Linked DNA regions of Mus musculus: region 2 is linked to region 1. The links are chromatin contacts, called in public HiChIP or PLAC-seq maps. All regions are on one chromosome and are shown on one strand. Each heading gives the region's core, a stretch centred on a gene start, on an enhancer-like site or on the middle of the called end of the contact. The rest is flanking DNA. Distances are from core to core; before and after follow the strand shown.

Region 1 (5,679 bases), core at 1,113-3,612:
ACTATTACTAAGGCTATGGTGTGCTCACAAAAAGGCACCTATCATGATTGCCCTCAAAAGGCCCAGCAAGCAGCTGAAAGAGTCAGGTGTAGATATTTGCACCCAACCAATGGACAGAAGCTGCTGACCCCTGTGGTTGAATTAGGGAAAAGCTGGAAAAAGCTGAGGAGAAGGATAACCCTGTAGGAGGACCAGCAGTTTCAACTAACCAGGATCCCTGAGATCTCTCAGACACCAACCAGGCAGCATAAACCAGCTGATTTGATTTGAGGCCCCCAACACATACATAGCAGAGGACTGCCAGGTCTGTCCTCAATCAGAGAAGATGCACCTAACCCTTGGAGCACCAGGGAGTGGGGAGGTCTAGTGGGGTGGGAGTGGAGACATCCTCATGGAGATGGGGGGGGGGATGGGGAGGAGGTTTGGGATGTGAAATAGTCAGAGGGTGGCCATGAGGGGGATAAAATCTGAACTGTAAAAAAAGATTAAACAAAAATTTTTAAAAATCAATAACAAAAAAATAGGTGCTATGGGGCAGTGGATATGGTGTTAATAAGGGCCTTTCTGTGAGGCTTTTTGGGGATGCGGAGCAGTTATTGGTCTGAGAGAAAATACTGTTGGAATGAGAGGTCTTTGTGAGAATGAGAGAGGTTAGGATCTGGGATCCAAATGACAGCTGTGGCTAGCCAGTCATCGGCAGTCACAGGCACAAGGGTAGGCTAATGTGGTGGGAGCTGATGTGGTAAGAATTTTCAGCCTCTTCTCTCTGTGTCGTTTCCACGTTCTTGATGAGACACGAAGCCTAATCGAGACCCAGGGGGAGGATAATGGGGACACATTAGTATCTGGAAAAAGGGAGAAGCCATGAACGAGAAGGAGCTCCCTCACGGTCATGAACTTAAGCTCCAATGAGCATCACTGTCTCCCCATTTTGCTGCCACCTAGGTGACAGGGTAGAGCAAGGACAGAGCAATCAGGGATGTTCTGGGCAGGGACAATGAAGCAAGCCAAGGACAAAAGAAAAGGGATGTGACAGACAGTGAGCTTTAATCTGATTAAAGGAAAATAAAGCATGCGAAGGCTGAGCAGTGTTTGAGATTCAGCTAACGGACCAGCAAGACGCTCGGTGGGTAAAAGAGCTCACCACACAATCCTGACAGCCTGGACCCACAGTGGAGGGAGAGAACCGGCTCCCAAGACTTGTCCCCTGTCTTCCACACTCATACGTGACATGCACATGCTTGAGCACATACGTTAATAATAACAAATAATTAAAATTAAGGTGAGAGGGTGCACAGAGCACATGAGGACGCTTGAGCTGTACATTACAAAGTAACGGCCCCAAAGTGCACTGCTTCAAATTGAAAATACAGAGAAATTGTGGTTAACAGTCTCAGACAACTATGGGAGTGACTGGACCAATTAAGCTCTGGGAGAGACTGGGGACCGAGAAAACAAGATGGCGGAAGGATCAGGCAACAACGATAAGAAAATCTTTGGAGCAGAGCAAGTATTGAGAGAAAGTGATGGTAGATCTAAAACTAAACTCGGGGAAATGAGAGGGGTGTCCTGGGATGTCTATTGGTGATTACAGCAGAAGGGACAGTCATGGTGTCGTGTGCAGACAGGAGATGATGTGTTTTCGATATTGAAATAAAGGCTCCAGAATAGCAGCACACCTCATCTCCAAGACCAATGTGTAGACATCTCCAGGCTGATCACAATCGGCAGCTGGTGATGGGTGGACTCCCTTCCAAATATTCTGGGTACCTGAGAATCCAGGCTTGGAGATTAGAGATGGGCTTACATAGCCCATCCCTAGGGTCATCTAAGGCTAAGGCCTGCAGACCGAATAGCCTCTGCTGGCGGCTAGTCTACCTCTTAGTAAGGTGGGTGGGGTAAAGAGGGTCTCTGGAGGCTGGTGCAAGGGACGCCATAAACACACCATGTCAGTTCCCACCTGCTTATGGGTGGTTTTAAAAACACAGGTTGAAATGGAGGGAGAGATGCGGGTGTGCGGAGGCAGAGGAGGCGGTCTGGATCTTTAGCAGATGGCCTGGCCAGTATCTATTGCTGCTGCCTGTTCAAGGGAAACGGAGATCGGAGAGGAGAATGCTCACCTGGTAAGTACGCACGCACGCACGCACGTGCTGTGACTCAGAGCCCCACAAAATTCAAAACTAGCCTGAACCACAGGTGGTTTGGGTTTGTTTGCCTTTAAGAGATGAAGGCTGATTGCAGTCGATACACGCCCATTCTCCCAAACTAGTGATTCTGGCCTCATCTTTCATCCTCCCTTTCCCATTCCGGTAGCAAGTCTTCTCATCTCCACACAGTGCTAACCACTGCCAGGGATCGGCAAGCCTGGCCCGTTCCTTGCTCGATGCTGCCACCTCCTGGCTGACCTCACTCCCACACCAATTCAAGGCCACTGAATGTGCCTCTGGGAAACTGATGTGTAGTAACGCTAACTGCACCCTCCACCTTTTGGGAAACATCTGCCAACTCTTTGGCTCTCAGGCCAGCCTCTGTCTTGTCTCCTGGTTCTCTTCTTTCTATCCCTGGGCTTCTCCTATGACGGCATCTCCTCAAGGGTAGCATGGATTCAATCCCACTGTCTCTGTTGTTTCTGAGGCCTGATGCATCCTTTCTCAGTCTGTTCTCTAACCATAAAACCCTATTCATCCTCTGAGAGCTGACTGCCACGCTGTCTAGGAGGCCTTCATGTTTGTTTATAAAACTCCGAGGCCCGTGTGGTACCCTGCCTTGTGCCTGTGGGATGATGACCTACTCATCCCTAGTGTCTCAACACTAGCCTAGAGTCCATCCCAGATGGTGGGCTCAGCACTCTGTGAGCTGAAGATGGCTGAATGTAGATTCACAGCCTTGCCCAGCAAACTGATCTCAAAAGCCTTCCTAACTCCCTTCATACATGTTGACCATAAAGATCTCCTCCATTTCAGCTGTCTCTCATAGCCAGCTTCCAACTCTCAGCTCTACAGGGAAGAGACCACAACATGTGCTGATTGCCCGAAATGCCCTGCTCCTATGACATCTCCAGCTGCCCTTGTCTGTCACCACAGCGGCCATGGAGAGTCGGTCTCACTTCCTTCTCTAAGGCAGCCATTCTGTGCCTCTGAGTTCAGCCATCCCTTAAAGTTGTGGTCCATGTTCCTCGTTGTCACGGTCACCTTCTCTGAGTAAACCTCAAGCTGACATCCTTTCTCTTAAGATCTGGAGCATTGAATAAAGGAAGATGCAAAAGATTCGATCTACAGGTATCAAGTGGGGCTGGGAAAGCTGAGGTTTGGAGCATCCATTTCTAGTGTGCAATGCAATTCAGGGCCAGAACCAACAAGTGGGGGTAGGTCCAGGACCCCATTCCTTAGAAATTCATGTGAAAATCTCTCTCCCTCCTTCACTCATTCACTCAATCAACCAATCAATTAATTAATCAATCACCCCTTGCCTCCCTCCCTCCCCTCTTGTGAAGCTCAGGATAGAACCCAGGCCTCTTGCATGCTGGGTAAAGCCTCTGCCGCTGAGTGACACCTTCAGTCACTGAGGGTCGCTTTTGAGGACACCATCAAGCTCCTTCAGCCTTCATTGGCAGCCTCCATAGAAGCTAATGGAGAGGAAAAGACAAAACGTGTGATAGATGTTGCTATTTAGAAATGGGATTACCCAGACTTCATGAATTCTGCTTTCGGATATGTTTATTCTCCTGTTGTTATGAATATAACAGGGAAGAGTCCCGGGTGGCACACAAATGTCATCTCTGTGTAGCCATCAGGAGATGGATCACCACAGTCGTTGCCCAGTCTTGGAAACTTCAATAATTTCCTTGCTACCAAAATAAGGGGAGTTCCCAAGGTCCCTCGGTGCTGCCAGATTATGTCAATGCCTTATGATCTCAGAGTGTCAGTCCTGGGTCTCCTGTCGCCACAGACCCCATGATCCCCAGAATGTCTGCAAACCCCAGACTTTGGCCCCATCTCACTGGCTAGGGAGAGAAACGCTCTCAGTATTGCGTTCTTGCAGGTTCCCAGAACTTCCCTGGCCCAGCCTCCTCAACCAAGCTGCTAGTGGCGGGGGGGGGTGGTGGTTCCAGAAGCCATGAGTCAGGCTATCAGAACCAACCCTGCCAGTTCCACCTCACATCCAACCACAAAGTCAGCAAAAGCCAGTCCAGGGGTTGGCTAGAAATCCCTGTCACTACATACTTTCCAGGTGGGCAAGGCAAATGGAATTTCCCCCGTGTGAACCATGCTCCTTCGGGATGGACCACACCTTCCTTTCCAATGGCCGTCAGTCCATAGAAGCAGTCTTATCTCCTGCAGCAGAGACTCCAACATCAACACAGGCTGGAGTACTCGCCGGAATGCAGAACAGTTGAGATTCAAAATAAAAGAGAAATGGAGATGTGTGTGTGTGTGTGTGTGTGTGTGTGTGTGTGTTGACCTCCCTCAAATACTACTAACCCTCCTGGGAGATGAGTGCAAGGGTCTGTCAGAGTTCAAAACACCTCCAACAAGAACCTTAGCCATTGGTGTGTGGGCGTGGGAGTAAAGGAATTAAAGTGTCCTGATGTCATTGGCACAGGCTCAGGGATGCTCAGTGACAAGGTCAACATTTTGGAAGCTCTGAACAATGAGGGAAGTCATTTTCTTCACTTGAGATTTTCAGAAACTTTAATGTCCTGAGATATTGTCTGGGCAGATAACATCGAAAGAGAGACAACACACAGCCTCCCCACGAGCCTCTGCAGAACACTTTTTAACAGAACACTGGCCAAAGAGCCAGTTTGGGCTACAACCTCAGACTGTTTAAGCTTGCATGTGGAGAGAGGTTTCATATCCTAAACCAAAGCCTCCGGAACATACCATGGCAAATCAGGACACAACAATGGATCTGCCTCTGCTAAGACTGTGTCAGAGGCAGGACTTGTAAGAGGGCTCTCGGCATGTCCAGCCCTTTGCCGGCCACGTACACAAGCTCATATAGGAGTAGGCTTTGAACGTCAGGCACACAGCCTTCTCTGTTACGTATGGAATTTGAGATGCTGTCTCTATCACCGGTCCTTTGGTACCATCTAACACATGTCCCCAGACTCTGTCTTTTCAGGGATTAAAACTCTCACCAAGCCATCATCAGAGGACCACCCTTTGAATAGCAAGCTCCCAGTCAATCCCCGAAGGATTCCTGGAGTGGCAGGCTGATTTGAGGGAGTGGTGTGGGTAGGAGAGGCAGAAGAAGTCAGAGTTAGGGCTACAGGGTGATGTGAAAGGGACCTGGGTTCAGGTAGCTGAGATGTCAAGAAAGCCAGGGTCTTGTGGAGACCTAGACTTTACAGTCAGGGCTAGAGTGTGAGACACGTGGAATGACTGGAAAATGGACACCAACATTCGGTAATTGGTGAGGTCTCTCACGGGCCCACCCTGGGACAGACAGTGCTGAAACAGGGACTGGAGTCTATTGCCAGGGTCAGCACTGACTCCTTAGACGACAGGTATGACTGGACTCTCTGTTCCTCTCCTCCAAAGAAACCAACACCATCCTGTTGGGAGATGGGAGTGTCATCAACGCCTAACTTTTACCTCCTGTAGCTGGTTGGCCACACACAGCAGGAGGCGAGGCAGAGCAGCTGACTCACCCCTCCAGAACTATCTTCCCATGACC
Region 2 (5,679 bases), core at 1,470-3,969, 53 kb before region 1:
AGTGGGGGCCCGGAGAAGCAAGAAACACTGCTCAACTCCCTGTGAGACCTTAAGGGCTCTCTCATACTTCAAGCACTGAACAGAGCACCTGAGATCTCCCTTCCCTATAAACATCGCAATGAGATCACAGCTCCAGAGCTCCATGAAGATCCATCAGAGCTGCCCCTCACTTTACAGATGTGGTGCAGGAGACAGAGGATGTCACAGAGACAGCAAGACACAACACAAGGGAGGATAGTGACAAGCATGCCTGACTTCCCAGTGCCGGAACTGTATATGCAATATTACACACACACACACACACACACACACACACACACACACATATACACACACACACACACACATATACATACACACACACATACATATACACATACACACACACATACATACACACACACACACACATATACATACACACACATACATATACACATACACACACACATACATACACACACACACACACACACACACACACACACACACACACATATATATATATACCCAAGGCGTTGAAAGGGTTCAGAGCCCACTGCTTGATAAAGAAATCTTAAGGAAGCAGCCAAGTACTGCCACATTCTGGACCCAATTGTTCTGCCAAACTTACAGTGCCTCAGTTTCCGAATCTGAAAAGAAATGGTGATGGTGATGGTGCCAAGTTCATAGGATCATTGTAAGGGTGGCATGGGCCACATAAAGAGAACCCATAGCCCCAACTGTAAGCACAGGCTTGTAGGAACATAGTGCAGATGCTTCCTATTGCTATTGGTGCGACAAAAAATAATGTCAATATCCAAATCATAAAGCAGAAGCTAGACAAATTGAACTTTACACCCGGAAGCGGTTTTTTAAAGGAAATCAGTTTGGGCTTCCACGGACTTGATTTTCATAAGAATATGAGCTACCCCATCACCTGCTTCAGGGCCCTGTGTATTACAGAAGATAGCAGAATTATCATTATTTAAAGACTCAATTAAGGTTTATTGTGGCTAACATGTTAGGTCTCCGGTAGTCCAAGCGTATGCTATAATGGAGTTGCATTTTTATAAGCTGTTGTGTGTACTTTATAGTACACTTGGGCCCTCATGGAACCGATGTGTACAGCATTTAATGCCTATTTTATAGGACTTTTAAGAGAGGCTGGGTAGTGGGAAGGAGAAGCAGTGGCCCAGGAGCCACCAGGCCCGGTTAGAAGAGAGGCTTTGTCACTTACCGGGAACAAGCTGCCTCTCTTCTTACCATTAACATGTGGGGCCAGGCTGTGATGTGTACAGCAGTCTGTGGCTGGATGCAGACTCTCAAACGTGGAGTGGTGATAATGGATTGAAGGTGTCTCACTTTAGTCACCAACAATGGCATGTTTGGGCTCACATCTGTCTCGTTTGTTTGTTTGTTTGTTTGTTTGTTTGTTTGTTTTAAGAACACAACCCTCAAGTATAGCACTGTTTCTAGAGGAAGCTAAGGTCTGCTTTATAGCAATCTGCTGTGCAGGTGGTTCCTGTGACTGACGTCTGGAGAACAGCCGAGCTGCCTGTATGTGGTACCCACCTCTCTGGAAGAGAGGTGACAACCATCACGGGGTTGCAGTCAGTCTCCTTGGTGCATAAGTAGCAACCAGTCTTACTTTGTGATTTCTATGCAGATTAAAGGAGCAAGCAGAAGAGGACTCCTGTGGGCAACAAGGTACAGCTACACCTGAAGGCAAAACCAACGGCATTCAGTCACTGAGACCCTCAACCTAAGCTGACAAGATGTCACGGCTGCGCACATCAGTGATGGACACCCAGAACCAGAAACCCGAGGCATCAAGAAATGCATAAGATATTTCCAGTATAGCTTCAGTGGGTAAAGCAGGGTGTGATGCCTTTAAGAAAGATTGCCATCAAAGTGCTTTTAAGACTCAGCTGCTGTCACACACCAAATGCACTGCTGTGTCACCCTCCATCGCTCAGGAGGGTGCCACATGCTTGAAACATCCCCACACACATCCCAAGGTTGTGTGCACATAGAAGAGAACACACACAGTCCTTGGCACATAGTAGGGAGTTTTTCCAGTAAGGGTCTGAGTAGGTTTCAAGTTAGTGTTTATCTCAACTTCTCATTGGACGCCAGGCATTGGTGTGGGGGTAGTACATGCCTTTTCAGAGAAGGTCCATTATTGACAGGATTTCTGTGTTGGGTGTATCCACAAGTGAGTGTTACTTTGTGGGTTGTTTTGTTTTTTAAGTCTTGCCTTGCCCCTGCCCCTGACTTCACTCCCTTCAAGCTAAAGGCACTCTCTTTGGCCAGTGGCAAAAGATCCCTCATCCATCAGCCTGAGAGCTCCCAAGGAACAGGGCTGGTCTCTGACATGATCTCAATGCTTGAGGGTCGCTTTGCTTTAGGGGGCGAGGGGAGGCGGAGAGGGGGAACTGAGCTAGAAGAGCTCCCTTTTCCTCGACAGAGGTCCCCCGTTGGTCCTTAGCTGAGCACGCACTTTCTCCTGGAGGCAGCAGAAGCAGGACCCAGGGGCGTCTCCCCTGGACGTCACCTGGAGAGGAAGGACGAGCCTGGGAGCATTGCACACCGGGCACTCCCCGCCGCCCAGCACACACACCCCAGCTCCCTCCTGGCAGCCACAGTGCCCTGCAGCTCGCGTCTGAGCGGCGGCCTGCGGAGTGGGTGGCGCAGGGCAGGGGTGGTATATCCTGTCTGACGGAGGGCGGGTCCGGCCAGTGCCTACTGAGGGACGAGCCGGGGCGGAGGCGCCAGGAGCAGCAGCCGGGAGCCCTCACGCGGACCAGCGCTCTATGGCCAAAGGGAGCCGCTGAGAGGAGAACAGGCGCTCGCTCGCACCCCGGCTCGCACTCTCGCTCCCCTGGCCCGCACTCGCACCCTCGGCTCCCCTGGCCCGCGCCTCCCGCCACCATGAACCACTCTCCGCTCAAGACCGCGCTGGCGTACGAATGCTTCCAGGACCAGGACAACTCCACGCTGGCTTTGCCCTCTGACCAAAAGATGAAGACCGGCACGTCGGGCAGGCAGCGCGTGCAGGAGCAAGTGATGATGACCGTCAAACGGCAGAAGTCCAAGTCTTCCCAGTCGTCCACCTTGAGTCACTCCAACCGAGGTAAAGGCGCGCGGGCTGCGCGCGGAGCCCTTGGGACGGTGCGTCCCTCCCGATGCGCTTCCGTCGCCCCGTTGGGGACTGAATGTCAGCCCGCTTTGACGGAGTCTGTGAAGAGTGCCCACATCTCAGCAGTCAGGCCATTGCCACAGGGTGGACCCGGCCGCCCCCAGCTAGCCTGCTGCTGGGGATTGATGGCACGCTGTGGGTCAGGATGGGTAGCTCACTGGGGGACACAGCTGGGATTAACTCCTGAATCCAGATGGCTCTCTTTTCCCAGTCCTGCTTCAGGGGCACCAGCCTCCGATTATCTTCAAGTGTCTGTCCTAAAGTTTCAGACCCGGGTGCTCTCGCCTACCTCTCCCCACATCCTCTCATTCATGTTCCTCAGGCTTTGCAATCGTCAAAACCGGCTTGCGCCCAATAGGAGAGAGACAATAACCCTAGTGAAGGTGGTGTTTGAAGGAGGAAAGGGAGCGACTCAATTACTGTGATGGAGTTTGGTTCAGGAGAGGCATTATGGAATTGGGGGGGGGGTCAGGGAGCGCCCCCTACACACACACACACACACACACACACACACACACACACACACACACACACACACGTCCCTGGGATCCCTTGATATTTTACATAGAGTCTCTAACCAAACCAAAGATGCAAATCTGACTAGAAGACTATCATGGGGCCAGTTCTCTGTTAACAAGGAAGGAGGTGTGAGTGCTCACTCTCTTTCTCTAATCCTTAATACAGAGCCCCCTTCCCCTGACCCACCTTAAGTAGAAAATAGTGTCAAACCGGAACCAAAATGGATTGGGGGGGCACCACTCCCAGTCTCAACTGAGCCCTCTTCACAGTGAGTTTGGGCTTCCAGTCCTGTCCTCCCCGATGGCCCTGATGTGTGAGTGACAAGCCTCAGTTTGGGGGAGGCCAGGAGAAAGGGACCAGGTCCCTGAAGCTGAAGGTGGAAAGTGCACCTGACAAGGTGTTACAGGTGGGAATTTTAGAGTGAAATTTTCATACAAAGGATTCCCAGTAAGAAATATGCTAACCTTTGTTTAACAAATATCATTAGCAAAACTTGAACGTATTTGTTTTTATTATTTAACTAGATGGAGTAAAATGCTAATAAAAGTCCAGGTCAAACATGCTTATAGAGACCTGGTTGGGGGAGGGGGAGGGCGATGGGTAAAGGGACAAGGAAAAAACAAAGGAAGTAGACTTCTGCCACCCCTCCAGCGAGTCAGCAGGCCCACACTCTCTGCCCCTGGCATGTGTCCTCTTTCCTCTGTTCCCTAGTGATCCCTTGGTAGAACTAAGGAAGAGAAAATGGCTGTTGGCACACTCTGCCACCTCCCACACCAAAAAAGCTCTGCTGCTCCCGGTGCCCTTTGCCCCTGTCTGGGCGCCTGGCACCTCTCCTAACAGATGCGCACTCCCTTGCCTAACTCCCCTTTTATTTACCGCCTTTGTCACTGCTTCATTTGAAAGCAGGTTTGCAGTGACAAAGGGCCTCCTGGAGCCACAGCTCAGGGCACAGCTTAAGGCCACCCACTCCTCTCTGCTTAATGCCTGACCTTGTCCCTTTCCACCCCCCACCCCCCTCTTCACACCCCCTCCCCCCTGCTCTACCTGTCTCAGCTTCCAGATCCTAGAGCCAGGAAAATCTCAAACCTGGGTTCAGGGCCCAAACATCCCTTCTCCCTAACCTATCAGGGCGTTCCCTGACATCTGTCATCTCAAAGTGCTGCTTCTAGCTTGGGCTTTGTGGGTAGCCATCTGATGATGTCTCTACCAAAGGTCCCCCAAGGGGATTCATCCAGGTGAAGGCTTAGGGCTGACCCTGATGCCTCCCAGTGCATACTTGTCCAGAAACTCTCCTGGGACTGGCCCTGTGGGTGTGTCTGCTCTAACCTCAGCCTCTGGGGAGGTTCCCAAAGGGGGCCAGTTCTCCCAGCTGGAATAGGCGGTTGGGGCACTTGGAGCTGGTGTGGCTGGTTTATCTGGCTTTGTTTTCGTCAGATTTCTCTGTCCTCTTCATCTGAAACGCCCAAGTGTGTGTCTGCTGCACAGCCATTCTGCACTCTCTTTCTCCTGGTGATTTCCATGCCAGGAGCCTGCTTTCCATGTTGGCAGAGATCAGTTGGCAGCCATGGAAGGTCTCTGCTCCCTGGACAGTTGAATTCTCACATAATCTTCTCCTGGAACAGAACACCGGTTTCAGTAGGGTCTGGAGCTCCATGCCTCATACCCAGAGCCTCTTTGTTAGAACCCACACTCTAAAGAAAGCTGGCCCCACCCAAGGGGTTGCTCGGCAAAATGGCCACTGTTCCTTGTGCCCCGGGTGAACAGCCAGGCAAAACTTACCAATAACCCTGGTGCTTAGAAGAGGCTTTTTTCCCTCAGACCCTCGTCCGTCAGGCCCACCCTTACCACCTTCTTCTCTTTAGGAAGGGAATTTTGAGCTGTTAAGGGCTGGATACGGAAGCTAGCACCATTTTAATGTATGTATCTACTTATTCTCTCCTTATTGGTGGTAGGCCAGATCTTTCAACTTGGTCATGAAG

The links. HiChIP or PLAC-seq counts read pairs in DNA pulled down with a chosen protein or histone mark.
Region 2: a contact with region 1 is called in a FOXA1 HiChIP or PLAC-seq map of pancreatic cancer cells, with 3 times the contacts expected there. The contact joins the promoter of Pkp1 here to the enhancer-like site in region 1. A contact is called at or near these places in 20 of 39 promoter capture datasets (the 3T3-L1 cell line, the C10 cell line, the HPC-7 cell line and 11 more), 5 of 484 Hi-C or Micro-C datasets (cerebral cortex, cranial neural crest, differentiating embryonic stem cells and 2 more), 5 of 115 datasets of contacts at active chromatin or transcription factors (the NIH/3T3 cell line, embryonic stem cells, intestinal crypt epithelium and 1 more) and 3 of 9 other capture datasets (adipose tissue, liver and pancreatic islet).

The regions. Positions count from the first base shown.
Region 1 is chr1:135,862,439-135,868,117 of GRCm38.p6, reverse strand. No RefSeq gene overlaps it. Among named protein-coding and RNA genes, the nearest start is that of Tnnt2, 29 kb to the right of the region's middle. Within about 2 kb of position 2,362, at least 18 of the 459 cell types and tissues checked have an H3K27ac peak or open chromatin away from gene starts, as enhancers often do. A contact at or near this core is called in pancreatic cancer cells, where this site is marked.
Region 2 is chr1:135,916,247-135,921,925 of GRCm38.p6, reverse strand. It overlaps Pkp1 (plakophilin 1), which reads left to right and starts at 2,719. Exons shown (of 14, transcript NM_019645.3): 1 at 2,719-3,115. The coding sequence starts at 2,914.